Linked DNA regions of Danio rerio: regions 2, 3 and 4 are each linked to region 1. The links are chromatin contacts, called in public HiChIP or PLAC-seq maps. All regions are on one chromosome and are shown on one strand. Each heading gives the region's core, a stretch centred on a gene start, on an enhancer-like site or on the middle of the called end of the contact. The rest is flanking DNA. Distances are from core to core; before and after follow the strand shown.

Region 1 (7,750 bases), core at 488-2,987:
TCTTTAAATATTACTTCACATTCGGTAAAGGTAAAGTCAAACCAGTTTTAATAGAGCTACATGTGTAATAGCAATGGTTTAAACATTTGCACTTTGTATAGTGTTGTATGTTGCCACTATTTATTAAAGTTGAATCAGACATACTCAACAAACTGATGCAAACAAATGTTTGTCTTTATTATTTTTATTTATGTATTATATTATATCATATTATATTTCAATAAAGAATAACAGAGATGAATATTTTTCCACAGAGAACAGTCTTCAGGATCTAAATCCTTCACAAACACAAGCCTTTTCTTTAATAAGAAGTTAATCTTTGGGGTCTTTTGACACTTAGCATGATCAATAGACATGACTGATGGATGTGACCCACTCGTATTCAGACTTCAGTGAATGTGTCAGCTGGGAACATTTAGCAGAATCCTCATTCATGCCAAAAAAAAAAGTAAAAACGGCTTCTGAAGCTTCTGTGAGTACTTCGATGGCATGTTGGTGTCTAATTATTATTCATGCACTGAGTTTTCTTGTGAGAAGATGCTGCTTCTCGATTGTTGGTCAAGCTGTGAGACCGTAGTGTTGTCAGAAGTACCAACAACAGAAGTACCAAGTCTGTATTGAAATGTTGTTGTTGTTGTTGTTGTTGTTGTTGTTGTTGTTGTTGTTGTTGTTTGTTTTTGTTTTTTAATGTAGTGATCACAGCATTTCCTGCTTGTATTTTGTGCCTGAGTACTTTGGTCTTTTAAAAATAGATATGTGCCAGTGTACATTTTGAAATAAAAATATAAAAAATCTTGCATTTCTGCCGAATCTACATATAAGTTGTTCTTACTTAAGGAGCCAGATTCACACAAATTACTTGCGATTATAATAGATAATTCCCTTCAAAAATTATAATAAACTATATAACATGTGGCAACTATTTTAATGCAAACTAATAACTGGTCTCCATCAAAAAAAAGATGATGAAATAGTATGTAGCTATCAACTGTATCCAAGCACAGGAAAAAAAGAGAAAAATATTATTTGGGTCAAAGATGAGAAGGCTGATAAGGTTAGAAAGCAAAACACCTGCGGCACTTATTGAACAGTTCAAACTTGTTTTACAAACTTGACTATATAAATGTCATGACATTGTGGTTGGCCTTCAGGTAGACGTATATTTGTAGGGCTGGTTGTGGTGGTGGTTATGACAATTCAAATACAGCACATGTTATATAGACTCCCAAAAGAGAAAATTAAACTATGCATATATCAGCAATAAGGAAATTATACTTTTATTTTAAGTTTATTTAATAAATGTAATGCTTATATATATATTGCCAGATTACCCAAACAAACAAATCAACTAAGTGGATTAATTTACAGAGATTAATTTTTACTTAAAGAATAATAATCTGTGCTAGCAAAATAAACATTGTAAATTTCACATATGGGGTTTAATGTGTTCTTGAACACTCTTCCAGGCCCGTATGGGGGGTTTAGGTGGTTCGAAATACATACCCCCTTTTTATAAGTTTTTAAGTTTTATTTATTTTAAAATTCTATACTTATAACATTATTTATAAAACTGTAATAACTTACAGTTTAAACGCACATTTGTCAATAAACACTTTGTGTTAAAAAAAAAAAGGTATGGGAAGCACTTTGACAAAATTGTGAAAGAAATGTTTGTTGCATCAGAAAGTGGATATGAATCAAGATGTTAAGAGTGCAATTCTCTTCAACACCGACAGAAGGAGATGTTACAGTTTCATCATCTTAACAAGTATGGCGGCGTACAGGAGGAAGTTGTTCGCTGCAGGACTGAGGTTGTTTATTTATTCATCGGTATCAAGTAACGTTATTACGTTTAACTTTATCTAACTTGTATAACGTTAGTATTTGTTGTTGTTTGTACAATCACCAATAACAGACCACGCTTAACTTTAGCTAACTTATACATATGTCGTATCTGTACAATCATCAATAAAGGACCAGTAGTTGCTTAAACAAACGTAACGTTAGCGTTGACCGATCAATGTTTTGGCAGTTGTAGAAAACATTCGCTAATGATTCTACTCCATTGTAGAGCTTATTTTCTGCTCCACTTGGCCTAGTTTGTTAAATTTATCTTTACGAAATGCTGCTTTTGACTTGAGCAACTGTATTATTCGTCATAAGGTGTTGTTGCTTTCCCCTTAACTTTTGCTGTTGTTGTGTGTACGTTAGCTATGCAGCTTCGTTGTTGAGCAGCGGCGGCTCGTGTCAGGCTGGCCGGAGACTCTTTCTGCTGCCCGGGATCTTCAGGAAACACCGGAGGACTTTGAGTGTCACTGGTGCTATTTGTGCTGTTCCCTTCCTTCAGGTCTGCACAACAACACTGTCACTGCACTATACACTATTTTACTGATAAAATGTCTAAAATTTAAAAATGTAACAAGCAACAACAGTGTTTAGGAGATAAACTGGTTGTCAATTACGGACTGAGGTTTTTGCAACTAATCGTAGGCTGTTTTACCCCCCTAAAATTAATAACATATTCACAATTTACTCGCACTTGAGTCTAATTTTATTTGAATATATTTATTTTGTTATTATTTGTTTCATTTTAGTAAACACTCTGGTATACAGTGAAATGCTTACACAACCGCCTTTGACCTTAAAAATAATAAAAACAATAATAATTTAACAAGATTTGAAGAAGTTATGCAATAGAAAATAAATAAAACTATTCAAAGACTTTCACAATAGAGTAAGTGAATGTAGAAAAGCAGTACAAAGTATAAAAATATAGCTTATCTGTACAAACAGAAACATAGAAGTGTTTCTAACAAAGTGAGGAAGTGTGTATCCTATACATTAGATCAGTGGTCACCAAACTTGTTCCTGGAGGGCCGGTGCCCTGCAGATTTTAGCTCCAACCCTAATCATACACACCTGAACAAGCTAATCAAGGTCTTACTAGGTATTCTTGAAACATCCAAGCAGGTGTGTTGAGGCAAGATGGAGCTAAACCCTGCAGGGACACCGGCCCTCCAGGACCAGGATTGGTGACCCCTGCATTAGATGGTTTGTCAAGCCCCCTTACATGTATAACATATAACATATATAATATATAAGTTCCAATTCTTAAGTTAAATTATTTTATTTAGCATAAAATAATATATTTTGTAAAAACCATTGACTTCCATAGTAGTTAAAATACATGCTATGAAATTTAATGTCGCAAGCTTTCTTCAAAATATCCCCATTCTGTTCAATGACTGAAAGAAAGTCAAGCAGATTTGGAGTAATAGGATGTAAAGGACTTGTTCAAAGTAAAGGATGAGTAAATTTTGATGATAGAATTTTCAGTTTTGGGTGAACTATCCCTTAGAAATAAAAATACTGTAACAGCATTATTATATGTTATCTATTTTTAAACCATTTCAGATTTAATTTATTATCTAACATCCCAATGCAGATTTTTTTGTTGTTTTCACAAAAGCGATAATATTATTTAAAAGGTGTTTTATATTTTTTATTTGTAACATTTTGTGCAAATATTTTAATCTACAAGCAGGCATGTTTATTTTAGTTTGACAATCAATTTTATGGCCTACCAATGCAAATACTTGCGACTTGGCTCATGTATATTTCTGACTGGTCTTGAAAAATGAACTAGCTTATTCATATTTATGAGCTTAATTTAATTTCTGTTATTTTCACCTAAATTCTGACCAGAAGGAAGAAAAAAACACACTTTAACTTTTCTTTTTTGCCTTTGTCTCATTTAGAAACCAGAAAATCTGTCCCATGAAGATCTAGTAAGGAGAGCATCGTCTCTGGTCACTGACAGTGCAAGCACTTTCCTCTCACAAACTACTTTAGCACTGATCGATTCCTTCACTGGGTACATTAAGGTAATCACTAGTATTGCAGTAATGAATCGATGGTTTCATTTTCATCATTAAACAGGTTTGCAAAATCAACATTCCATATTTTGTCTTCTGTAGGCCGTAAACATTCTTGTTGAGTTACACAAGCAATATGAGGCATCCATCAGCAAGTTTACTCCTGAGGAAGAGAATGCCATCTGGAAGGTCATTCTTGGTCAGCGTCAGGAGGTAGTGATTTTAAAATACCCAGAAGTTCATGAGCTCCTAAATTATTAGTGTTATTATCATCATTATTATTATTATTATTATTACTACTTCTGCTACTGCTACTACTAATAGATGTGTTGAATGTGTTGTAACACTTTAAATTATTTTCATTTTTGCAATATTTGCAATATCTAATAGTTGTTGAATATGCCATTGTGATATGCTGACTATACCTTCTTCTCAATGTTTAAAAAAAATCAGGTAATTGGCAGGAGAAAGAATTGTACACACTTTGAATCCTGCTGGATGACCGCCGTCAATCTCTCGCAACAGGCAGCAGAGGCAGCTTTCAATGCAGGTAGCTTTAACTTTCTGGATGTTTAGAGATGTTCAAAGTTTTCATGTTATTTTTTTTAAGAAACATTTTAGCAGTTCTGATAATTATTTAATTATAGTTGTTTAATTAAATTGAAATATGTTTTATGTCTGAATCAACAAGAAAATAAATTGTTTTGAGCAATTCCATGCAAATGTCAACCTTGCCATGAAACAAAAATTAAGTTTTCGCCAAAATAGCAAAACCGTTTCTGTGTTTTTTTTTTTTCAAGCAAGTATTTTACTGTGCTTATTATATTTGATTTCCCAAAATCACACAAGTGCCAATTTTACATCTGTCACATCCATATCAAAGCTTGTTCCTCATAAATGCAAAAAAATGTCAAATAATCAATCATTTTTGTTCTATAGTGAGCCAGCGCTCATTCTTTTGATTAGCATTATTTCTTTTGGGTTGTGCAGTATAATTCACAGAATGTCTACAAAGTGTGCTTTATAGTGTAAACTCACAAACTTTTTGTCACATCAATAATGCATGCTTATTTTTCTCATTTAAATTACAATTTTTTTTTACAGATTGATATTTTTCTGCTTCTATAACTCTGTGGTTAATTGTTTTAAAAAATATAAACAGATGTTTAAATATAATGTTACATATACTTTCTCTGTGAATTTTTGTGGTTGAGATTTTACTGCAAACGTCACATCCATAATGCTGGAATTGCTCATACTGTGTATGCTGTATATTCACATGTAGTTGAATACAAAATTATTAATTTCAATATCAGTTTTATTTATAAAGCACTATTAAACACAACCAGAGGTTGACTAATGTGCTGCACAATACACATCACAACAAAGAAAAGTAGAAAAAAAATATTAGTGCTCCTTTCATATTAATTATTATAAAAGTGCTGTTTAAAACATATTTTTTTAAATAATACATTTAACAACTAATTTATTTGATCTCTGCAATGATAACACTACATAATATTTTACTCATTATATTGCAAAATACTAATATTCACCTTGAAGTGTCATTTAAAGTTTTAACTAGATTAATTGGGTTAACTAGGCAAGTTAGGGTAATTAGGATAGTCACTGGACAACTGTGGCTTGTGTGTGGTCAAACAAAATATAATATATACCATAATAAAAATGCTTTTATTCCAGTCAAACTAAAAGACAAAAGCTATTTTGCAAAAGAAAGAAAGTTTGTATAAGAAATATTGAGAAATTTCCCCTACTCCTTTTAACAGCACTTGTGAATTACTGTAAAAATTAAATTTCACAGGTGGACTAGTAATATTTTCCTTCAACTACATATTTATGCACAGAAATCATTATTATGTGCTGATATTGTTGATATTATATATTATAGGAAAATATGCACATTTCTTGTATGTAGTCACCATTTAAATTCACCATTCGAAAGACAACCAAATCAGTTTTAAAAACGGTATGTTTAATTATTCTAAAATGTAAGAATTAGCAAATAGAAGTCAACACAAGATATGTCAACCAAACATTTTCCTGTCAGCTTTTGTATAGCTTTAATATATATCATGGCATTTTGGAAATAAGTATGTTTAGTGTGGTGACCCATTTTAATTGGACACCTACTGCCACTTGGTGTTCATTTGTTGAAGTGCACTCTTATCCATCTGCTGTATTTGTCTATTTTCTCCAGGAGCTGATCAGGCTTCAGTGGCCGCACAGTCCAGTCTGCAGGTGGCACAGTCTCAGGTGGAGCAGGTTAAACAGCTCATGCTAGAGGCTGAGATACAACTCAAAGACTCTAAAGCCGAGTATAGCGAGAGGCTTCAGGTGGCCCTCAGTGAGGATGAGGATATCCCAGATGCATATCTACGAGAGGACTAGTTGAATCAAGCCCTTTTACACAGCCTTAAAACACACATGTACCACTACTGAAGCACAGAATCCTGTTTGTATTGCATACACATTATGTGCAAGTTAATTATTGTGTGTGGGAGTGGTTCAGGATGGATGCTGAGAAATGATTCAGCTAGGAAAATGTATATGAATGAGTTTAAGAAGTATTAAATATCAAACTATGAGGGTAGGAAAGGGGACTTTTTTGTAATCTTGTTTTCCAGATCAGGAGCTTCAGGTTTGTGTGCAATTGATTTTTTTTTTTGTGTTGTTTTGTTTTTTATGTATAATATGTGTGATTTGCATTTACAGAAAGATGCTACCTTTATAGAATAAACCACTAAAAGGATTTATTTTGATTTTGGTTACTTTTTTGTTTATATTAAAATTTAAAGTATTAGATAATTTAAAAATCTATTGATAAAACCTGTGTGGTTTAAAGCCTTACTTTTATTTCAAATATTTTCCTCTAAACTTTACAAGTTATCCATAATTAATACATTGATTAAGACTTTACTTACCTGTGCTGAAATTTGCAACATCACTTGCATATTTATTTATATATTTATTTATCTGGATTCATTATTTATTTTGTGTTATAGGAAAACTATTTTACTTTTATTCTTAAGTCGTTATGGCATTTTTTTCTAACTTAGCACAACATTTCTTTACACCATATTATATAATTTTATATTTAAATGGCATGTTTCATGTTTGTTAATTTGGACAACACAAGTTACTTCACTTCATTGGAGTTAATCCATATTTGACAGAATATGTATTATTATTATGAAATTTGGCCTAATGTCATTTTCAGTTGAACAAATGTTAAATTAAATTTTAACACATTTGTATACAATTGACTAAAACGATATACCTAATAAATCCAGAACGATATCATAAAGATATATAAATGAATAAATCTAAAAATACAAATATTTTAAACGGTTTTCCATATCCGTCACTTTTTTTGTTTGGGGATAGTTTACACACACACACACACACGATTCTGTTGTAGCCCTACTTGTCCACTTTTCTCTTGTTCCAAAACTAAATAGTCTTAATAATGTTGACGGTGTCTAATGACCTCAACATTATTTTTTTATTTAATTTTTGGAACTTCCGTCAATTGTCCAGTTGTCAACAGATTGTAACAACTTGAGGGTGAGTTAAAGGGAAGTACATTTTTATTTGAACTACCCGTTAAATATTTTTGTCAACGAAAAGCAATACATTTTACATCAGTAGTTTCTTAGTCTGAGTCAAAAGTCTTCCGCTGTGCATCCTTAGTCACGTCGATCTGCGCTTTATCTCCAGCTGCTTTCCAGCTTATTCTTCATGCCAGATTTTGTCTGCGTTTGTGAAGTTCAGAATTTTCTCTTTTTACTTAATCACTGTTTCAGTCAGATTTACAGAGCCAAGATCATAGGTCTTTCCTTCAGCTTTTTCCGATA
Region 2 (7,687 bases), core at 2,597-5,096, 160 kb after region 1:
ATGGATGTAGTAAAGTAGGCATTTCATTTAAAAAGATGGGGAAAGGGTTTGCGGAGAATTATTACAACCTAACAGACACCTCCTGTCCACGATTTCTGTTTGTTGTCAAAACTGACAGTTTTGAGCAGCAGTGCGATTAAATATGTTAGTCACGCCCAATTCCTAAAATATACGTAATCCGACCATTTTACTGAAAACAAACAGGAAGTGGATTTTCAGAAGTCAATTAAAGATTAGAAGGGCTAACTTTTTTTTCAATGACATGCACAGATTATATGTTCACAACAAAAATAACAATGTGGGCTAACAGAATCACGCTTAGTTTTGATTTCTTTGGAACTTTAAGAAGAGATATAGGCAGATAAAGGGAGTTCAGTCTATTTTAAAAACATTCAAAAATATGTATTTTTGCTTCACAAAAAAAAAAGATTACATACTTTGAGGGAAGTTGGACAACTAAAATGTTGCAAAAGGGTTTATGAAACAACCATTTCAGTGATTTAAATGCACATACTGTAAAGCCAGAAACAACAACAACAAAACATCTTACAGAAAATAAAAGTGAAGTGGGAGAAACTATTCCTGTTGTTACAGTTACCTTAATTCAAAATATAAACAAACAAAAATATCAGTTACATATTTCAGGTTCTAATTGTATACAGTCATTGGTTATCTTGCACAGCATACTCACTGGAAGGGATGCGATCCATCATTGAGACGGGTAACTGTCATGGCTTTGTAGAGCAAGCGTACAGGGAGGGTGAAGGCCATAATGCTCAAACCGAGGTTGGATAGAATTGTAATGGCACTGAGCTGAAACAAAGAAGCCAAGCCCACAACCAAACCTGTAAACACCACCCCGGTGGTTGCCAAATTCCGCCAGTATATCAGATCCAACACTAGAGAGGGCAAGAAAAAGAAAATGTGTGAAATCTCAGGAAAATAAAAATATAAACAAATAATCAGACAGAATGATTGAAAGAAAGAGACTGAGGGGAAAAGGCAAAGATCATTGAGTATTACTTTGAAGTCTGTCTCAAGGGGGATTTGTAGTGAAGTATTTGTGTGGTCAGATGCGCATGTTTCCACTGGGTGTCAGGCAATTTGTGTGTTAGACTGTCTGCCACAGACTAGCAAATTACAAATTTCATCCATTTTTTTGGTCCATTGCAATATCTTTAGTAAATTAATTCACTTTAGTTATTTAATCTATTAAATGATGTAAATGGTCCTCTAAATGTAAAACAGGTTTTGGATTCAATGAAAATAGTTGAAAACTGGCTTCAGTTCAGCAGGACTTCTAATATCATAAAAGAAGATCATATGTTAGAATTATGCTTAAAATGTCACCTTATTGGCCAAACACAATGTTATAAAACATAAACACATTATTTTCAATAACTTTACTGGATAATGCTAATTTACAGTAATTTAGCCAGCCAGAAATCCACTTTGTTTGTATGCAAGTGATGCAGGGGTAATAAAAGGGGTTCAGTATATATCCAGTAAGCATCTAAAAACTTAAAGATTTTTAAAAATATACTTTGTCATGCTATACATTGCCAGGCATTTGGTATTTTGGTTTTGTCAAACAGTGTGAAAACAAGCAGACTGAAAACACTCAAACAGCACAATAAAACTGAAGAGAAAAGAAAAACTGAAAAATTCTCATGCGCAGGAGTGGCCTTAATATTGTCAAGGACAATATAAATAAAATGTATTGACTGATTGATAGAGACGGCCAGAAGTTTTCATTTAGCATTGTTTTTTTTGACAAGCAGACATGTGATCATCAAGGCAGACTCAGCCAAAAACACTTGATGAAATCGTGCAATTGTCAAACAGCTTGGTCACGTTATACACTCCAGGCTGTGCCAGACATGTCAAGTCTGTAATCACATTCAATTTTTTTTTTACACACACAAATAGAATAATCTGAATCCAAAGTCCACTGCAGTTGTCCATGAGCTCATCTATCACATAACTGCACATTAATTTAGTGCAAATGTTACATCACCAAGTCAAACACATGACATAAATGGCCAAGAAGCTCTTTAGAGTGTTAGAGAGCACATGGACACAATCAGGGCAGAACAGCTAATGGCAGTGTGCATTAGAACGCCCCTTCTCTTGTGAAGCCAACAGAGCTCAACAGCTGTTGACTCTGATTATCCTCCAAATGCAGGTGCAAATCTTGAACGAATGCTGTGTGCACACTGGTGCAAAGCCGAATGAGCCTGTATTAGATCAGTCCAAACCTTCAAAAATCTTCTCTGCATAAAACCCTCCACGAGGCCTCCTGCTAATGTACTTTACTGCAGCCTAACATGGCTGGGTCAGATTGAATCTCTCCGGGGAGACGTCTGCCAGCACTGCCAAAATAAGACTGAGAGAAGATCTCACCTACTTCATTCAGACATCATTGACTCCTTTTCTCCCTCTGCCTCAAAATGTAAATCCTAGTGTCATGCATCAGTCCGCTCATGAAGGTAGTCCATCCATCAGATCCCATCAGCCTGCCAAACTTCCATTGGGAAAAGTCCTGTATGATGTGCTGACTAGTCAGCAGCATTACTATACCTCTACAGAGCACCACTCAACTTCAATCTGATCTCTTATCCTCCCCCCAACCTACCTCAGTTACTGCCAACCTGCTATTCGTGTACCAGCAGATTACACGTGTAAACAATACAGCTCATGAGAGCTTGATTCCCTGTGCTGTTCAGTCCTGCTCAAGACTCTCACCTTTGCTGGCCATTTCTGCTGCTTCCACACCAAACCCCCTCTCCTCCTAGCACTCCACGAACCCTCTGGGCTTTTTTTGGCCATCTTAGCGTTGTCAGCTGGAAGGGGTTGGCCTGACCTAATAATATCTCAACCACTTGGACACCCCATCTTTACGAACACACACAGCTATACTCCCTTATGAGCTGTTCCAAGCTTAAGGAACCTGAGACGTCAGCATGTGTTTGTGTGCATCTCAAGGGAAATGGATAAGCTTAGATATAAGCAAATTGCTCAGGCATTGCTCAAAGAGTGCTGTGCTTTATCTTCCGACATACTAGCAAAAAAGCTAGCCTTTAACACCTACCTGAGGATGCATGTAGGTTTTTATCTACATATAACTTCGGTAATGAAAAGGCCTCTCTTTTGTCAGGTAGCTTGACCCAGCAGATGAGTCAGTACTATCAGAATGATGCAATCATTGTTCAGCTGTCAAACACATTTATTCATGTGACATTTGTGTTTGCGTCATTCCGCAGACACACAAGAAGAGTTACAAAGACAAAAATATCTTGTTACGTAATAATGTTTATGAATGCATTTTTGATTTACATAATCCACTAATCTGTCTGAAACAACCCTTGTTAGAGTCTCCTGAGTTCGTATCTGAATATGCCATTTATGAATTCTGCTCAAGGCAAACCGTGTTCTTTAATGTGAATCACTGGATCTGGTTCACATAACAGTTTTTAAGAAAAAGCAATGGAACGTACACTGTCTCTCTTTCTTTATTTATTTCCCTCATGCTGGGCTACTGTGAAAAATCTGTTATGCACATTAATCTGTGCATGTTAGGTAATCCAAAATTATCAAATGCTCAGCACAGATGATTAACAGAGGGAGTTCAGGAGGAGAAGCTGAGGGAGGGAGAGAGGGAGAGGCACTGAACATGTGAAAGAGAGAGAGCCACTCTGCGAAAGGATTGCATGTTGGTGTGTACAACAAGAGGGAGGGCCAGCGAGATCATTGGTGCACAGAAATAGCTCAGCCAATCGGAGGGATGACAGGAAAATAACGGGCTCAGACAGAGAGAAAGCTTAGAGAGAGGGAATATCACTGACATATAGGAGAGGAAGGCAATAAAAGTGGATCAAATTGGACGGAGCAACCGTGACAACAGATAGATTAGATCTCAGTGAGATTTGTAGCAATGGGTAGACTGAGAGAAGGGATATCCAAGCATTCTATATTGGACCACTCGATGATGCTTGAAGGTGCAGAATCAGTCTCCCGGGAGATAATGCTGTGAAGGCCCTGAACAGCAAGGCTGCACACAGCCAAACCAAAGCCAGCGAGCTACAGCACAGGGTGGAGGCCGTGAACGGATTCAAACGAGTGCAAAAAAGACATCATGAGGACATCTAGGAAAGGAAGCGTTGAAATGCCTGCTTTTGTAAGGCAGCTGGTAAAGGAGACAGAGAAAAGGGTCACCTCCTTTTTTAAAGGGGGACGAGGAGGAGGCGCAGGGGAGCTGTCCGAAAGCGAAGAGGGGGCAGAAGAGGAAGGGGTGATCCCTAGCCCCTATTTGGACCGGCCAGTTCTGGACAAGCACATGCAAGAGGGTTGTGCCTCCTGGGGACTTACCTATGCCCTGGCTAGTATGCAGGGCTGGAGGGCCCACATGGAGGATTTCCATAATTGCTTCCCTCAGCTTGGAGGGGAACTGTCCCACTGGGCATTCTTCGCTGTTTTCGATGGACATGCAGGAAGTGCTGTGGCCCAGAACTGCTCCCGAAATCTACTTGATCACATCTTAGGTACAGGTGAGCATCAAGCTGTCCTAAAATCAGTTGGCGTTTTTGTTTATTGTGCTGTAGATACATAAAGTACATAATGTTACTGTAGATCGGATCATCACATCACGTGTTCATTGTTGATCTCTTTAGATTACACCTGAGACAATCCCTTGAGACTGGATTAATTTGTAGACCTGCTGTACAACCAAAGCCACTGCAACATTAAAACTTCATTAGGCTGCGTTCTGACAAGTTAATTGAGGTGTACAACATGTTCCCTATGTAGGAAACGCAATTATCTTCACATAACGCTTTGTCCTTGCAATCTTCACTAATAAAGCCTTTATATTCATTTGTGAATAAGCAAATGTGATCTGTTTGAAGATCACTGATAGATCCTGCACTAGCAATAGCAGACTAGCTTGGGTTGGTTCATTTGTTACATGAGCGGTTTCTTCTCAGGCAAGATCCGAGCAGATGAAGATGTGGAAAGGGTCACTGAGGGCTTCAAGGAGGGCTTCTTTCTTATGGACAAGCACCTTCATGCCATGGCCTGCCGTGAGGGTTGGGAGCGGGGTGGGACCACTGTCGTTTCCACTGCTATCACTCCGCACCACATCTACTTCGTGAATTGCGGGGACTCTCGGGCTGTTCTGTGCCGTGCTGGGCGAGTGGCATTTTCGACAGAGGACCACAAGCCTTTTAGCCCAGGTGAGAAGGAGAGGATAGAGAGTGCTGGAGGATCGGTCACTTTGCAGCGAGTGAATGGCTCTCTGGCAGTCTCCCGAGCATTGGGGGACTTCAGCTACAAGACAGTCGAGTGGCGGTCAGTCACAGAACAGATGGTATCACCAGAACCAGAAGTGTCTGTGGTGGAGCGCTCGCCAGCAGATGAGTTTCTGGTTCTGGCCTGCGATGGTGTGTGGGACACTGTCAGTAATGAAGAGCTCTGTGCCTTCGTACATAGCCGACTGCGTATCTGCACCGACCTGAGGGAGGTCTGCTCCCAAGTCATCGACCTTTGCCTCTATAAGGTTAGTATGAACAAAAGATTTCATGTAGTATTTGGTTCAGACCAATTCATGCCCAATTTGGTCTCTTTTCCCAGAGCAACTTTGGGTCTGTGCAGCATCAGCGGTTCTGGTGACAGCTCTTTCACTGGGTAAAACCTTTAGTACCAGAAAATGCCAGGTTCACATTTTGTCACATTGGATTTACCACCAAAACTTTACATCCAGTGCTTATGTTTGATGGCCAGATCCAAACTGTTCTTCAAAAGCAAGACACTAAAATCAAGCAGCTTTAAAATGTGCTTTAGATGGTCTAAAATATATATATATAAAAAATAAAGTCATTAAGTATTTTAGCGTTGGAGCAGTCAACTACATTTTCTAATGCGAAATCTAGAGTCTGTTGGTTATGACACTGCAAGCTGACTTAAGCCAGGCTGTTGCATTACGTAAGAGAAACACAGAATGGCCTTTAGGCTGCAGAAAAGGATGCGTGCTGACCTGAAAATGTCAACATCTTTCTCTGCGCAGTAAGCCAGATCTTTGCTTTGTCAGTGCTGCACATTCGACCACCATCGCAAAGCACAAAGTGAAGCTGTATTCAGCGCTAAGCTGTATGGGATAAACTACTTTTAGCCATGGTGTGAGGAGATTACAGCATTCTGCCACGCATTGTACGGTGTAGGGAGAGACAACCTACAACATCCCTAAGAAATGAAGGATAAGGTTTGCATTAGTGACACCAACTCCAATCCACTTAATCATCAACGTGAGGTGGCTGTCTTTAAAACAAAAGCCTCAAGGCTAATGACACGCGACTGCCTGTCCTGTTTAAAGTAGCACCGGAAGAAAAGCAGCTGCTCAGTTTAGCGATGAAATCGTATTATTTGTTTTTTTTACTGTATGTGTCTTTGTGTCTTTGCTAATAGGGGAGCCTTGATAACATCAGCATTATTCTAGTGTGTTTCCCTGGCGCCCCCCAGCTGTCACCTGAAGCACTGCACCATGAGGCTGAGCTTGAGGACTTCTTGGAGTCTAAAGTAGCTGGTAAACCACCAGAATAAATCTGGTTTCCTTTGTTATTGATTCTAAGACATGACTTGCATCACAAATAGTAATGGTGATGGTCTGTGCATGTCAGCATGAGGAGTTAAATCATTGTCATGCATGTCTCCTTGGCAGAGATATTTGAAGAGCTGAGCATGAGAGGTGATGAGCCTGATCTGCTGTCAGTTTTGACAGTGCTGGCCTCAACGGTGATTCCTGGACTTCCACCAGGAGGCGGCCTTCAAAGCAAGTGAGTACATGTTTTATATCATGCTTTACTTCTGCTCAAAATAACAGACAGCAACGATGTTAGATAAGTGTGAAAACTTGATTCACGCTGAAATCATTAGTAAATCTGTTGCATTAAATAGATGTCACACTTCCAGTTGATCTGAACGGCTTTTAAATAGCATTATTTTATTTTTCTAACTTATTAATACATTTAATTATTATTATAGTTTTTTTATATTATTTACAACTCCATGATATCATTACAGGTGGAATTAAATATTGACATTGACTCATTTATTCCCAAATGACAAAAACGGAAATAGTGAGTAAGCCTTAATAAAATCACTGGCCGTTGAAGGATTCAGGCAGCAAACACAGCAGACTGATGGTTTGTTATTTAAAAGGGGGCTGGGAATTGAAATATTAAAAACAACTGAATTGTGATGATCAGACATATAACCATCTTCAATGTCTATATTTGGGATGGAAAGATCAAATCTAAGTGTGTCCAAATTTATGAGTAGGCTTTGAGACAGATTGAGTTAGATTAAAGAAATGAATGATTTGTATGATTCCTTCACCATAGGCTCTTTAGGACAGCAGATATGCCAATTAAAATTCACCTAGTATTAAAATATTCTCAAAACTTTGTACAATTGTAGTTAAAAACACATTTTGTTGTATTTTGTTGTCTATATAAGTGCACAAAATAATTGAAATAATGGCTAAGAAGCAATTATTATATTACTTATTTATTTATTCCTATTTTGATTGATATTAATGAAATAATAATAATAAGAAGAATAATAATAAGCAACTATTAGAATGCTTTCATCTTTTTTTCATGTAAATAATAATTTCAAAATTTATCAGCACGTT
Region 3 (6,744 bases), core at 1,426-3,925, 180 kb after region 1:
AGACAACCCAAGTTTAGCCTTGTTTTAGCCAAGCTGTTTACGTTTAAATGTCTATTAGACATCCATTAAACACAAAATTGTTTGCTGGAACCATGGTCCTGGCTCATCTTGGTCATCAGCTGTTACCTCCTGACAAAATTGCATCTGAATTTTGCACAACTGTAGGTATGTCAGACTGCATGTCAATGTACACCGCTTTTCTTATTTATTTAAAGCTTATATTGATTGATGTTTACTTTTTCCATGCTATGCACAATTGCCTATTTTGTAAAATTATAAAACAATTTATACCTTAAACCTTCCTTGGCATTTAGTGTGGACAGCAAACTATGAATTTCATTGTACATGGAACCACTTTCCTTACTGTGCATATGAAAAAAACACTTTGAATTGAATTGGTTTGTTGGGGGGCTGGAGTACCAGTTGGAAATTTAGCAATCAAAGTATTCATTTAATAATGATGCATAAAAATGTATTAAACTTGCAACTTGATTCTTTAGTTTATTTCTAATTGGCAAGCTATTTTGGCAAGCTGGTTTGCAGATAAGGAAATTTAAATGCAACATTACTCACCTATAGTGGAAATCACTGTACCAACAAAGTAGAAGGAGCCTGAGAAATCCCAGCGGGCCCTAAGTTTGTCCACCCGGATTCCAGCTGCAAAGGCCTCCTCATATTGCCTGAGCAGGACCTGCAGTGATTTGAGATGAACACTGTTTTGCTCTGTGAAGTTGGCCAGCTGTTCTTCCCAGCGCTGGTGAGCCTGCAGCTCAGAGGGATGCTCGAGTGCGGAGAACACCACCGCGCCACACAGCAGGTAGAGCAGGATGAGGGCTGCCAACAAGCCGAAACGGGCATTGTCTTCATTCAGGTGAAGTGGGAGGCAACAGTTGTTGCTGGCATCTCTTCGACGTGGCATGACTTGACCATCAGCAGGAAATGACAAGAACAGGCAAACATGCACAGCCACTTTCATACACACAACACAAACACTCTGTCACACACTCACCACAGCAGCTTTAGATGAGGTGCAGAGTCACATAAAAACTGTGTGATGCTCTTGCACGCAGATGCAGTTCAAATATGAAGGAGCACAGGACAAAGTTCTTCATTCTGCTGGATTCATAACTGCATCACTTCCTCCAGCAGCCATGAGACCAAGACACAGTAAAAAGCAAGGTTATCAGGTAAAATGACACATGGTCCGGGAAATAAGACCTCAAGATACACCTTTTGGATTAGCAGGTAACAGTAGGCAGGCAAGCGCAAGATTGTAATCTTTCCCCATCTCGCTGTCCAAGTATAGCTGGTGCTGCAACAGTCAGATATAATGCTGTGGTCTTGTTGTGAAATCATCTTTAAGCTGTTTGGAGGATACAAATAAGTATTTTAATTAATCTAGTGTAATAATAGTTTAAACAAAAGAGTATAAAATCACACAATTTAAATATATCTAGATACTGACTGATTTAAAAAAGTTAAGCACACATTAATTATCATTGGTCCATCATACACATGTTGTACATTTAAAATGATATATTTTTATGCTTTTAAAGAGCAGTATTAATACTAAAATTATACAATTTTGAATTACTGAATTATAGTTGGATTATTTATTATCATAAAAAAATATGGCTAATATTTAGGAAGTCAGTCATATTTGTCCGATTGAGTTAATAACGACAAAACTTTTAGAGTGAAACAAATTGAAGGGTACGTACCTGACTGTACATGTGATATTGGATGAAGAGCACCTCTGATGTCTCCGTAATTCTCCAACAGAATCGAGTCTTTTAAAAAGAGTTAAAAGAGTCAAAAGTGTTGGAAACGTTTAGTTAAACCTAAAGGCGCATTTTATTCGTGGCAAGTGTGAATCCTTGGCAGTGCGTGATTGAATGATGCAGCTGACAAAATATGGGAGAGAGAGAGAGAGAGAGAGAGAGAGAGAGAGAGAGAGAGAGAGAGAGAGAGAGAGAGAGAGAGAGAGAGAGAGAGACGAAAATGTAATGAGCCGAGCTTGTACTGGTAATACATGTGGTAATCTTTATTAATTTAACTGAGAATCCTTCGCATTCTTTAAAAACAAGATAATTCCCTGATTCATTCCTTTGGTTGCAACAAGTACTTGCCTCTAAGTATTTTTGTCGTGATTTTTTATCAATACATGTTATTTTATTATTACATGTTAATAAGTCAATCCAACTTCGTTATTTATTGTGACGTTTGTTTTCGCCTAGTGAATTCATGAGTTAATGTATATAATTCGGATACATTTATGTTAAAAATGTCTAACTATGTATTAAAGAGATGCACGTGACTGATATTTCCATTACAATTGGCCACTCGCGTGTCACGCCCATCCTCGTACCCGCGCTTTAATATCCAGCGGTCAGAATTCTGGATGTATTGAAAATGGTAAACAATCCTTTCATCTTTTCATTAGGTCACCTTAAGTAATGCGTAAGTGTCATTGGAATGTGGCGTTTAAATTGTGTAGCTCATTAATTTGCTACATTAAAATGCACTCTATCTGGCTACAAGTTTTGATGGTAAGTTAGGCCTGTAAAAATATTAGATACCTGCGCAAGCATGACAGTATATAACCTTCGTGTATTTAATGCAGGCCCGTAACCAGCCCAGTGAAAGGGGTGATTTTTTTTTCTCAAAAAGTGGATTTTTTGCATGTATTCGCCTCGTTTATATTTAATTATTAGATTTAAATATTCCTCTTCGTGATGTTTTTAAGCACTATTTTTAAGCTGGATTAGCTTGTCAGATCGTGATTAAAACCACACTGTTATGTACCAAAAATGTTTAGAATAGATAAAATAAATAAATAAATAAAAATTTATTACATCATATTTCATTAGAAATAAAATGGGAATAAAATAGAAATAAATTAAAAACTACTATATTGTCAATTATTATACAAATAACAAATAGTCCAGTACATTTAACTTTCCTTTGTCAGAATTTGGCCCTTTGAACAAGAAAAAACATAATAATATTAATAGTAATGAAGAATGATTTATCTAGCCTCTCTTGTGAAAAGTTTTTTAAAATCATAAATAACAATAGTCAAATTAGTATTCAAATTAATTTTAATAAGGGCCACTTTTAGTGCTTCACGCCTTTTTATTGGTCATTTTTTTGTTTTTAGAATAAAGGTCCAAGATTTACAATAATAGTTACTTGTGAAAAAAAAAATCTATTTAACAACAATACAGTAGGTCAGTAGTGAAAGATGACGTCTTTTACATCAGATTCTTATGTTTTCTTGCACAGCTGGATGTTGGACTGCTGTGACTTCAGCTAATCAGTTTTGGCAAATACAAACAATTATTTTCCATCAAAGCGACATAGGTTCCACTTGGTCTTAAAGTCTTTTTAGATGGGATATTTTCACAATTTATGATGGCATAGCAGTCAAAAAAAAGACAAATGAGCTCATGTATGTGACAAATTTTGGACCTTTGTCAGTGAGGGGTGAGTCTTTCGAACCACCCAAACTCCCCTTGGCTATGGGCCTGTAACATTAACAATTTTGTAAACACAGTAAATATAATAAAAAATATCAGAAAATACACATCATTTTTAGGATAATGTTGTATAGAGGTTAGAAGTAATAATAAAAAAAAAACACACAGCAAGGCAGAGAAAAAACCTTGGCAATTTTGAGAATGGAGATTATTTAATTAATGTTAAAAATTTATTTAATTAATGTTAGAAATACAATTAAATATTTATAGCCTATAAAATACTAGTGAGTTCTAAACACCAACTGTTAAGCCCTATCCATAAGAAAGTTGTGCAATAGTTGCTGAGCATTTCAGATAAAATGACATATTTTATAAGGTTTAGCGTTTGGATATATTTATGCATTAAACAGCCAGTCATAGACAAAAACTGCTTTTGATCCCACTGTGTGAAAGTTGAATTTTCATAGAGATACCAAAGATGGTGACAGTCAATGATTTAGATACTCTCAAAAAATGCTTGTTTTAACCCAAGTTGAAGTTTATTGAATGTTCTTGCTCTACTGATAGGTCTTCTTACCATGACATGTTTGTCAGTTTATAGGATATTATGGGGTTTTAGTATTTATGTTTTTTCCTGACATAATCTGCACACACCAACCACTTTATTGGGTACACATTACTAGTACCGGGTTGGACCCACTTTTGCCTTCAGAACTGCCTTAATCTTTCGTGGCATATATTTGACAAGGTACTGGAAGTATTCCTCAGAGATTTTGGTCCATATTGACGTGATAGCATCACGCAGTTGCTGCGTATTTATCAGATTTATCTATTGGATTGAGATCTGGTGACTGTGAAGGCCATGTAAGTACAGTGAACTTATTGTCATGTTTAAGAAACCAGTCTGAGATAATTCACGCTTTATGACATGGCACACTATCCTGCTGGAAGTAGCCATCAGAAGATGGGTACACCGTGGTCATAAAGCAATGGACATCAACAGCATCAATACTCTGGTAGGTTGTGGCTTTGATTTGACGCTCATTTGGTATTAATGAGCTCAAAGTGTGCCAAGAAAATATCCCCCACACCATTACACTACTACCAGCAGCCTGAACTATTGATACAGCAGGATTGATCCATGCTTTCATGATGCTGATGCCAAATTTTGACCCTACCAATCAAATGTTGCAGCAGAAATTAAGAGTCATCTGACCAGACAAATGTTTTTTCAATCTTCTATTGTCCAATTTTGGTGAGCCTGTGTGAATTGTAGCCTGTTTCCTATTTTTAGCTGACAAGGGTGGCACCCGGTGTTGTCTTATGCTGCTGTAGCCCATCCGCCTCAAGGTTGGACGTGTTGAGCGTTCAGAGATGCTCTTGTGCATACCTCAGTTGTAACTAATGGTTATTTGAGTTACTGTTGCCTTTCTATCAGCTCAAACCAGTCTGGCCATTCTCCTCTAACCTCTGGCATCAACAAGGCATTTGCGCCCACACTTCAGACCATACTCTGTAAACCCTAGAGTTGGTTGTGCATGAAAATCCCAGTTGATCAGCAGTTTTTGAAATACTCAGACCAGCCCGTCTGGCACCAACAACCATGCCATGTTCAAAGTCACTTAAATCACCTTTCTTCATCATTCTGATGCTCGGTTTGAACTGCAGCAGATCGTCTTGACCATGTCTACATGCCTATATGCACTAAGTTGCTGCCATGTGATTGGTTGAGGAAATTTGCGTTAACAAGCAGTTGCACAGGTACCTATTAAAGAAGCCAGTGAGTGTAAAAGAGAATAGAACAAACTTGTATTACAGCTGATTCTGTCCTACTCATTTAGCAAATTATGCCAAAAGCTTTACATAATTAACCAAATTCATTTTTGACAGAATCAAAAGTCTTATCATTTATTGTTGACATATTGCCTGAACAATATGCATGTTATAACCATTTTCTAAAATTGATACCCATGTGTCACTTTTTTCCAACTTGCTTCATATCATACTGTAAAACATACAAACATGGTAGTCTTATTAATACTAGTTCATTCAGTGGTTCTGGTCAGTTAACAGAGGTAAATGTCAGTGATTCATTTTTATGCCGAAAAAAATTGTTAAAACACTATATTTGAGTAAGTCCAGACCAGACTTGGCACTTGGCTGTCTTGTTAGGCTGCTCCAGTTTTTGAGACACACTCAGAGAGACGTATTGATGATTACTGTGATTTACTTAGATTTCAGACACCATGCCCTCAAACCGTATAATCTTCATAGAGGTGACATGGATATTTGAAGACTTGATTTGCATTCATTTCCACTGACGTAAACTGAAAATGTTTTATGAATCAACAGCTGATGATATGAAGCGGGTTCATATATCTGCATAATAATATACATTTTTAATCACCTGCTTCCTGTTATTCATAAGGCCAAAAGTCAATACGCACACACATTTTGGTAGCTCCGTAACAGTACTAGTAATGGCATTTTAGTGCAATTTATGGTCATTTATATTTAAGTACTGTCATGATAAATACCTAAACACTCACAATCGCCCTCTCCTCTATCCGATTACAATCATCTCCCAGAAAATTCAAGGACATTTCAACAAGGGTGATTTAAAAGCTCCAAACAACTGACAGACCGCTATTTCCTTGTTGCTTTACCGACATTAAAATATCACTTTGTTTGATGTTGACAGACGAAAATATAGCCGTGGTACTCTCTTTCTATTGTGCGATGTGCTCAGATGGCTGAGACGACATTGCTTTGTTCTCTCTGACCAGCCCACCCTTGCCTTTCATCTTGTCTGCCAGCTCACAAGACTGTATTCCCCATCATTAGAGTACTGGTCATTGCTTGTAAGTGCCCAGGTGCGCTGGAGACAGACACACAAGCGCTATATCAAAAGAATGAGGGGTATTTTATTCATAAACTTTGTCCTCATCAGGAAGACAAGTGTTTGGGCAACTGCCGCCGCAAGACAGCAAAAAGCCATGTCTTGCGCTCGTATTATTCCAAAAGCAGCGGTGCTAATCATGGGTTTTGCTTGTCTGAGTGCTACACTGTCTTTAAAGTCATCAAGAGATCTGAGAAGTGTGATCTGCATAATGTAATTCATCACAGGTGCTGCGTGATGAATGTAGTGATAGCCCAAAGCTCATTATGGAGTCTGTCTCTTTTCTCTTCGTCCTCCTCACTGTTCTCTTTGTCGACTACGTGTTAAAATCAGCACTCTAAAATGTGGTCTTCACACTACTGTAAA
Region 4 (7,189 bases), core at 1,791-4,290, 140 kb after region 1:
CTTAATAGAAAGACTGAAAATATGGGAGAAATACAGGAAAATACCTTTACGGGATGTTAGCGGGATAGAACTGTAAAAAATGGGAGAATCCTGGGAAAAACAGGAGGGTTGACAGGTGTGACTATTACTTTAAGTATATGGAGGCATATTAAAACACATTTTTTTCACAGCTAGAAGGTTGCTGGTTCGAGTCTCGGCTGGGCCAGTTGGCATTGCTTGATGGAGATTGCATGTTTTACCCGTGTTCACGTGAGTGTCCTCCGGGTGCTCCGGTTTCCCCCATAGTACAAAGATGAGCCATAGGTGAACTTGATGAACTAAACTGACCATTGTGTGTGTGTGTGTGTGTGTGTGTGTGTGTGTGTGTGTGTGTGTGTGTGTGTGTGTGTGTGTGTGTGTGTGTGTGTGTGTGTGTGTGTGTGTGTGTGTGTGTGTTTCTTAGTACTGGGGTGTGGCTGAAAAGGCATATGCTCCATAAAACATTTGCCAGAATGGTTGGCGGTTCATTCCGCTGTGGTGACCCCTGATAAATAAAGGTCAAGGCCAAAGGAAAATGAAATAATAAATTCTTACAAAACAAAGAGATTTTTTATAAATGTGGTTCAAATAGAGCCAAGATGGGAACGACTGCATCAGACTAGGGGGAAAAAGCATTATACAAAGAGAAAAACACAATCTGAGGAAACAAACTAAAAGCAAAACTAGTCAAGCACCTCTGCAGTATGCAATGACTTTGCTGTATACAAATCAATACAAAATTGCGCTTTACTGTATAACATTGCACTACGTCTTCCTCTCCCAGACACCCTTGTGATTACTCTGCTGTTGTTAAACCCAGTCACTCCCCTTATTGGATTGAAACTGTGAGACTCTTTCGCCCAACTTCTCTTCTTTTCTAATCATTATTTATGAGTTTTTTCTCAGTTCCGTTCTGGCCTTTTTGTAAGCGAGAGGCTTTCTTTGTTCTTTTCTCTCTCTTTTTTTTTTTACAGGAAGCCAAAAATAGCATACATTTTTCTTTGTTAGTGAATGTCGAGGCATTTCAGGCTCGGACATAGGAATTGTGGACGATACATCTGGTGTTTTAAGAGAGAATATGTGTATGCAAGTGTTTTGTTAACACCAGGGGGATCAAGGTGCCCTATGGAGGGAGAAGATCACGTGAACAATTGATTCTGCTCAATGTCTAATACGTCATCCACTTCTCTCTCTCTCTCTCTCTCTCTCTCTCTCTCTCTCTCTCTCTCTCTCTCTCTCGCTCAATTCCCTGCTTTTTCTCCATTTGTCCATCCATTCCCTGAGGACTGCCACTGCACAGGCAGGGTTTTTTTTTTCAGACTATTTTCACAGCTTCCTCAGGAATTTGGATTGCTTATCTGTGATAGTACTGTACTTCATTTGACCTTCAGTGTAAGGGAAATGATGTCAAAGATTGTCATGTACATATAGTTGAGGTCAGAATTATTAGTCCTCCTGAAATATTACGCCCCTTTGCATTTTTCCCCTAATTTCAGTTTAACAGAAAGATCTTTTCAACACATTTCTAATCAAGTTTTATTAACTAATGTCTAATAACTTATTTTTGCTTTGCTCTGATGTAAGTAAATATTATTTGACTAGATATTTTTTTAAGTTATTAGTATTCAGCGTAAAGTGACATTTAAAGACTTAACTAGGTTAATTAGGCAAGTCATTGTATAACAATGTTTTATTCTATAGACTCGAAAAAAATATTGCTTAAGGGGGCTAATAATATTGATCATAAAATCTTTTTTTTTTTTTTATTAAAAACTGCGTTAATTCCAACCTAAATAAAACAAATAAACAAATAAAACTTTCTCCAAAAGAAAAAAACATTATCAGACATACTGTGAAAAAAATATTTTCTCTGTTTAACATCATTAACGAAATTTGAAAAAAAGAAGATTTACAGGAGGGCAAATAAACTTGACTTCAACTGTATATTTATTTATTTAGCATAAACTTTCCGTAAGTGACTGTATTCAATTTTTCTTTGTTGACCCCAAAATGAAAGTTCTATAATCGTTTTTTCACCCTCCATAAGCCTTTTGTCGATACTCTAAACACAAGGGAAGATATTTTTAATGAAATCTGTCATTTTAGTCCCTTCTAAATGCACCCAAATCTATGTAAAAAGATCAAATAATAAATATGCAAACCAGATGGATTATTCCAACTATTCTGCCCACACAGTAGCTTTACATAATGAACACATGTAATTTTAACTTTTATTCACATTTAATCATATATCATCAAACATAAACAGAATGTCGGTCAAACCTGCTCAATGACCAAGAACAAATCTCATTGGTTCTCACATGTCAAGCAAGCATGATCGAGGCTCTGTGACCAAATTTAAATTTTGTAAACATTGTTAACTAATCTGTAAATAAAAACCCAAAATAAATCTGTTCATTATATAACACTTTTTTTCTCAGTCACTTTGATACATTTCTTAAGCATTTCTCAACACCACATACAATTAGTAAACCACCATGAGTTACCTGCAAAAGTCAGTCTCTTGCTCAAAATCCTTAGTTCATTTCTCAAAAACAAAATATCTGTGTCAATGAACATATCAATGCCATCAGAATGACAAGTCCTTGATCATTGTGTGCTGATAAGGCAGTCAAATTGCTTATGTTTTCAATATAACCGTGTACTCTGCTTTTTTTTTGGGATGTGCGCAAGTGACATGATGATGAAGATTGAACTGGTAGTTTCAATTCTTCTCTGAGAAATGTACCAAAGTGACTGTGACTTCTATTAAGACTTATAGAAAACTTATATTACTTTATTCATATTGTTTATTCAGAGAGAGTTTTATTTTTGACTTTCAAAAAGCATGCAATAAACATCTCAGCGTGATTGGGGCATTACTGATAGCAACACTATTTGGCCAGATGCTATATGGATAGACAGGGAGAGCAATGCATATCCTTCGGGATAGTACAAGACACACACTGCTTCCCTTCTCCCGACCCCTTGTCCGGATACCCAACAAAGTCATCCAGGCTGACTTGGAGAAGTTTCCTTGAATAATTTCGGGAACAAAGAGATGCTCTCTCAGCCTGTCCCAGTCATTATCTGTGGCCATTGTGGCATTTGGTCTCAGTGAATGAGATCATTGAAGCGTTTTCCGCAAAGTGAAAAAGGACAGAGAGAAAGGGTTCAACTCTTAATTAAAACTGCTCGCTATAAAATTACAAGTCAAAAAGGTCAGAAGTTTGCCAACTATAAAAACAACTCTATTTGTATGTTTGATGTCGGTGTCTAAGGGTGTTTTCAAACCTACCTTATTGAGTTCAGTTGAATCGCACTAGAGTTCGTTTTCCCTCTTGGTGCGGTTCGTTTGGGCAGGTGTGAATGTAGCAATCGCACTCGAGTGAACACCAAAAGAAGAAGAGGTGTTCTCTGTATGCTTTAAAACGAACCCTGGAGCGGTCCATTTGTGGTGAGAACATGATCCGAACTAAAACAGAGTCGACCGCAAAAAGTACTGCGCCTTTTTGGAGGAATGCCAGCTGCCACAGTCCGATGAGCTGTCTGGCCAATGAGTGATGTAAATTTTGTCACATGACTGCATTTTGGTTCTTTTTCTACTGGTTTGAACCAAAGCAATCAGTGTGGTGTGAAAAGGACCCAAAACAGCAGAAAAATGCTATAGTGTACAACTGAAGTCAAAATTATTAGCCCCACTTTGATTTTTTTCTTTTTCTTTTTTAAATATTTCCCAAATGATGTTGAACAGAGCAAGGAAATTTTCACAGTATGTTTGATAATATTTTTTTCTTCTGGAGAAAGTCTTATTTGTTTTATTTCGACTAGAATAAAAGCAGTTTTACATCTTTTTAACACCATTTTTGGGTCAAAATTATTAGCCCCTTTAAGCTATTTCTTTTTTCTATAGTCTTTAGAGCAAACCATCGTTATACAGTAACTTACCCTAACTTGCCTAGTTAACCTAATTAACCTAGTAAAACCTTTAAATGTCACTTTAAGCTGTATAGAAGTGTCTTAAAAAATATCTAGTCAAATATTATTTACTGTCATCTTGGCAAAGATAAAATAAATCAGTTATTAGAAATGAGTTATTAAAACTATTATGTTTAGAAATGTGTTGAGAAAAAAAATCTTCTCTCTGTTAAACAGAAATTGGGGAAAGAAATAAGCAAGGGGCCAAAAATTCTGGGGGGCTAATAATTCTGATTTCAACTGTATCATTTGTTGCCCTTGATCCAGACCGAATGAACTGAACCACCGATGTGAAAGCACCCTAAAACTAGTGCACATCAGCACAGAGAGAAAACAAGACTGGAGAGTGCTCAATTTATAGCATCCATTTAGACAATCAATACTATTAAACCAGCAATAAACGGTTGCTCTTTTTACCAAATGAATTCATATCGTTTCAGTCATTGTGGTAAAATTTCTGACTTTCTGATCTATAAAAAGAGATTTCTGTGACTTACCTTGCAATGATCTCTCTGTGACGCTGCTCTCGCTGTGAAAGCACTTTCTCTAAAACTCAATTACCACATCTTCGCCAGACGGCCTCATGTATGACCTGCACTCAGCTGTAGAGCACTGCTTCCTCGGCTATCCCATCATGCCACTGGACAGTCCCTGCTGTGAGATCATGTTCAACCAATTGTTGAATACAAAGCTTAGTGTTCTTTAATTGGCTCAAGGTGCTCGTATCCGTGTCTGATGCAGCTGCAGTCTGGTGTTGTTTGTGTCTGATGGCTGCTGATGAATTGCATGGCCAATCGATTCTTCATTTGATGTCACTTTAAGGCATTTTGAGTTATTTTCTGTTTAGTTATTTGTCTCATTTCATTGCAAATGTTTCTGGTCAAGTGCAAGAAGCAGAGCTCAATCTTGCTGACGCACTCGAGATAGTATTTCCCTCTGCAGCTTTTATACAACCACAATCCTTAAATGTGTTGGCAGAATCATCGGCGAGGATCTCATCATGGACAAAATTACAGTTTATTATCCTGTGTACTCCTTTGCTTTATGATCATGGCTTTGTGAGATATTGGATCCTGGTGGTGAAGAATGGGAATGTAAATTATTATAAGAACGTGTAAAAAATTGCTTCTCGAATGTGTTTAATCACAAACATTAGATTGAGTGATTTGACTAATGTACTGGTTATCACTTGTCACATATTGGACTGTAGCAAACAAGCTTTTTGTGCTTTTTAAAGATGTATAATATGCATCTAAATATGGACATCATGGCTAAAGCCAGGCAAAATTTAAGCTGTCAGTGAACATCTAATAGAAAACTAACAATAGTGCAAAAATAGACCAGTATAAGTCAAATAGACTTCACATGCAGCCATTTAAAGCTTATCTAAGCTTATTTTATACTTGTGGGGCTCCTATTTTGAAAACAGGACAGGTTTTAAAGAAAAGTAAGCAGTTCTGTGAAACCAGAGTCTCATCTGTTTACTGCTGTTTAACAAAAATTGAAATTAACAGTTAATTAGTATTTTGGAGTGGCACTGTGATTTGTAAATATTTTATTTATAAATATGCCTTTTCTTAACATGATCTTTAAAGTTGAGATAAAACAAAAATAGGCTTAACTCTAAATCATAAATCCAGAGAAACTGAGACGTTTAATAGTTACAAAAAGTAATTTATAACTTTTTTAGGAACCTCAAATAATAACTTCTAGTTGATCATTTGGTATCTTTTATATGAAGGGCAAAGGCCTCTAGATTACACTTATTTTACCAAAATAAAATATGACCATGCCTTGATTTTTAAATGATTTAATTAGAACAGTAAGTTCTAACTTTGCTTAAACAAAAGTCTTGTCACCTAACAGAAATGATGTACAGTAAATAATATAAAGTCATGGTGCAGTGAAAAAAGAATGAATATTGTGCCTGACTCCCATGAGCTTGGATGACTGCATCCCTACATCTCTACAATGACTCAAATAACTTATTAATAAAGTCATCTGGAAAGGCAATGAAAGTATTATTGCAGGAGTCAACATTTATTTGGATTCATCTTCAATGATTTCTCCTTCATTTTACCCCAGACATGCTCAATAATGTGCATCTCTGGTGACTGGGCTGGCCAATTCTTTAGCACCTTGACCTTCTTTGCTTTCAGGAACTTTGATGTGGAGGCTGAAGTATGAGGAGCGCTATCCTGCTGAAGAATTTGCCCTCTCCTGTGGTTTGTAATGGGCAGAGCAAATGTCTTGATACTTCAGGCTGTCAATGTTGCCATCCACTCTGCAAATCTCTTGCAGGCCACCATACTGAATGTAACCCCAAACCACCAATTTTTTTTTTTTTTTTTTGGTCATCATCCAATCTGACATTTATGTACATACAGCAATAGAATGAAACTTGATAAAGCAAATAACTTCAAAATCATTTCCCGATACTGCCATAAAACAAACAGTGTTGCAATTTAAAGCCAGAGTCAGTCTGAAAAAGGTTGTTTAAAACAGCAATGAATACAGAGTGTTCCTTCGAGTGCAGTTGTTCTTGTCAGTGGAGTATTGTGTGTTATTCCTCACATGCCTGAGACCATCCTGCTTCAAACTGTCTTCCCGCGATGTGCAAAATGTTCCTCTCGTGCTTTCTAAACAGACCCCTCCATAAATTCTGAAGCAATGTCATTTTACGGATGGTAGTCTCTTAAAAGCCTGTGAAGACAACTACCAGATTTTGTTTATCTCCACCCTAGCGTGGACGCATTTGTACATCAAAGGCCATCTTCTATCTGTCTCTGTTCAGCATGTCATCTGCAAGCAGTATTTAACTGAATGTTTTGAAAACGACATACGTTTTGACTTTCTGAACGAGGTTACATCCTCAAGCAGATGCTAATTTGCCACAAAAGAAGCATTTCTGAGCTAAGAAAATACACGATGTGATGTTTTGTGCTATGTTGTCAGATGCAAAAAAAAAAAAAATACAAATATGAAGGCAAATAACATTGAAAACACGTGTTTACTGGGGGTCATGTCGCACAAAAGATGTACAAACACAGGGAAGCAAAACATGACTTGTTTTAAAGTGACATAAATTTGTTTTGAATTGCTCTGTGAGGCAAAATAGAACTGAATATTTTTTAAAAATACCAAAACATTCTCATTTTAACCTCTAATATGTTAAACAGTTTTACAAAACAGA

Evidence for each region. HiChIP or PLAC-seq counts read pairs in DNA pulled down with a chosen protein or histone mark.
Region 2: an H3K4me3 HiChIP or PLAC-seq map of gastrula embryo shows a contact between it and region 1, with 6 times the contacts expected there. The contact joins the promoter of ppm1nb here to the promoter of diablob in region 1. A contact is called at or near these places in 1 of 18 Hi-C or Micro-C datasets (embryo) and 2 of 4 datasets of contacts at active chromatin or transcription factors (embryo and gastrula embryo).
Region 3: a contact with region 1 is called in an H3K4me3 HiChIP or PLAC-seq map of embryo, with 4 times the contacts expected there. The contact joins the promoter of kcnk12l here to the promoter of diablob in region 1.
Region 4: a contact with region 1 is called in an H3K4me3 HiChIP or PLAC-seq map of gastrula embryo, with 4 times the contacts expected there. The contact joins the enhancer-like site here to the promoter of diablob in region 1. A contact is called at or near these places in 12 of 18 Hi-C or Micro-C datasets (caudal fin, embryo, fibroblasts and 4 more) and 3 of 4 datasets of contacts at active chromatin or transcription factors (caudal fin, embryo and gastrula embryo).

The regions. Positions count from the first base shown.
Region 1 is chr21:22,981,005-22,988,754 of GRCz12tu, reverse strand. diablob (diablo, IAP-binding mitochondrial protein b) reads left to right here and starts at 1,737. Exons shown (of 6, transcript NM_001243034.1): 1 at 1,737-1,811; 2 at 2,212-2,347; 3 at 3,759-3,884; 4 at 3,978-4,088; 5 at 4,329-4,425; 6 at 6,094-6,645. The coding sequence starts at 1,771. The coding sequence ends at 6,284. or113-4 (odorant receptor, family A, subfamily 113, member 4) reads left to right here. Exons shown (of 1, transcript XM_017352938.4): 1 at 1-83. The coding sequence ends at 68.
Region 2 is chr21:22,824,601-22,832,287 of GRCz12tu, reverse strand. ppm1nb (protein phosphatase, Mg2+/Mn2+ dependent, 1Nb (putative)) reads left to right here and starts at 3,846. Exons shown (of 6, transcript NM_001103117.1): 1 at 3,846-4,547; 2 at 4,983-5,554; 3 at 6,460-6,577; 4 at 6,713-6,827. The coding sequence starts at 4,136. It overlaps rtn2b (reticulon 2b), which reads right to left and starts at 2,798. Exons shown (of 8, transcript NM_001029959.2): 1 at 2,746-2,798; 2 at 692-899. The coding sequence starts at 2,758.
Region 3 is chr21:22,806,935-22,813,678 of GRCz12tu, reverse strand. kcnk12l (potassium channel, subfamily K, member 12 like) reads right to left here and starts at 2,675. Exons shown (of 3, transcript XM_021469073.3): 1 at 1,722-2,675; 2 at 574-1,363. The coding sequence starts at 976.
Region 4 is chr21:22,841,937-22,849,125 of GRCz12tu, reverse strand. It overlaps rtn2b (reticulon 2b), which reads right to left. Exons shown (of 8, transcript NM_001029959.2): 8 at 6,988-7,189. Among named protein-coding and RNA genes, the nearest start is that of rtn2b, 16 kb to the right of the region's middle. Within about 2 kb of position 3,040, at least 9 of the 62 cell types and tissues checked have an H3K27ac peak or open chromatin away from gene starts, as enhancers often do.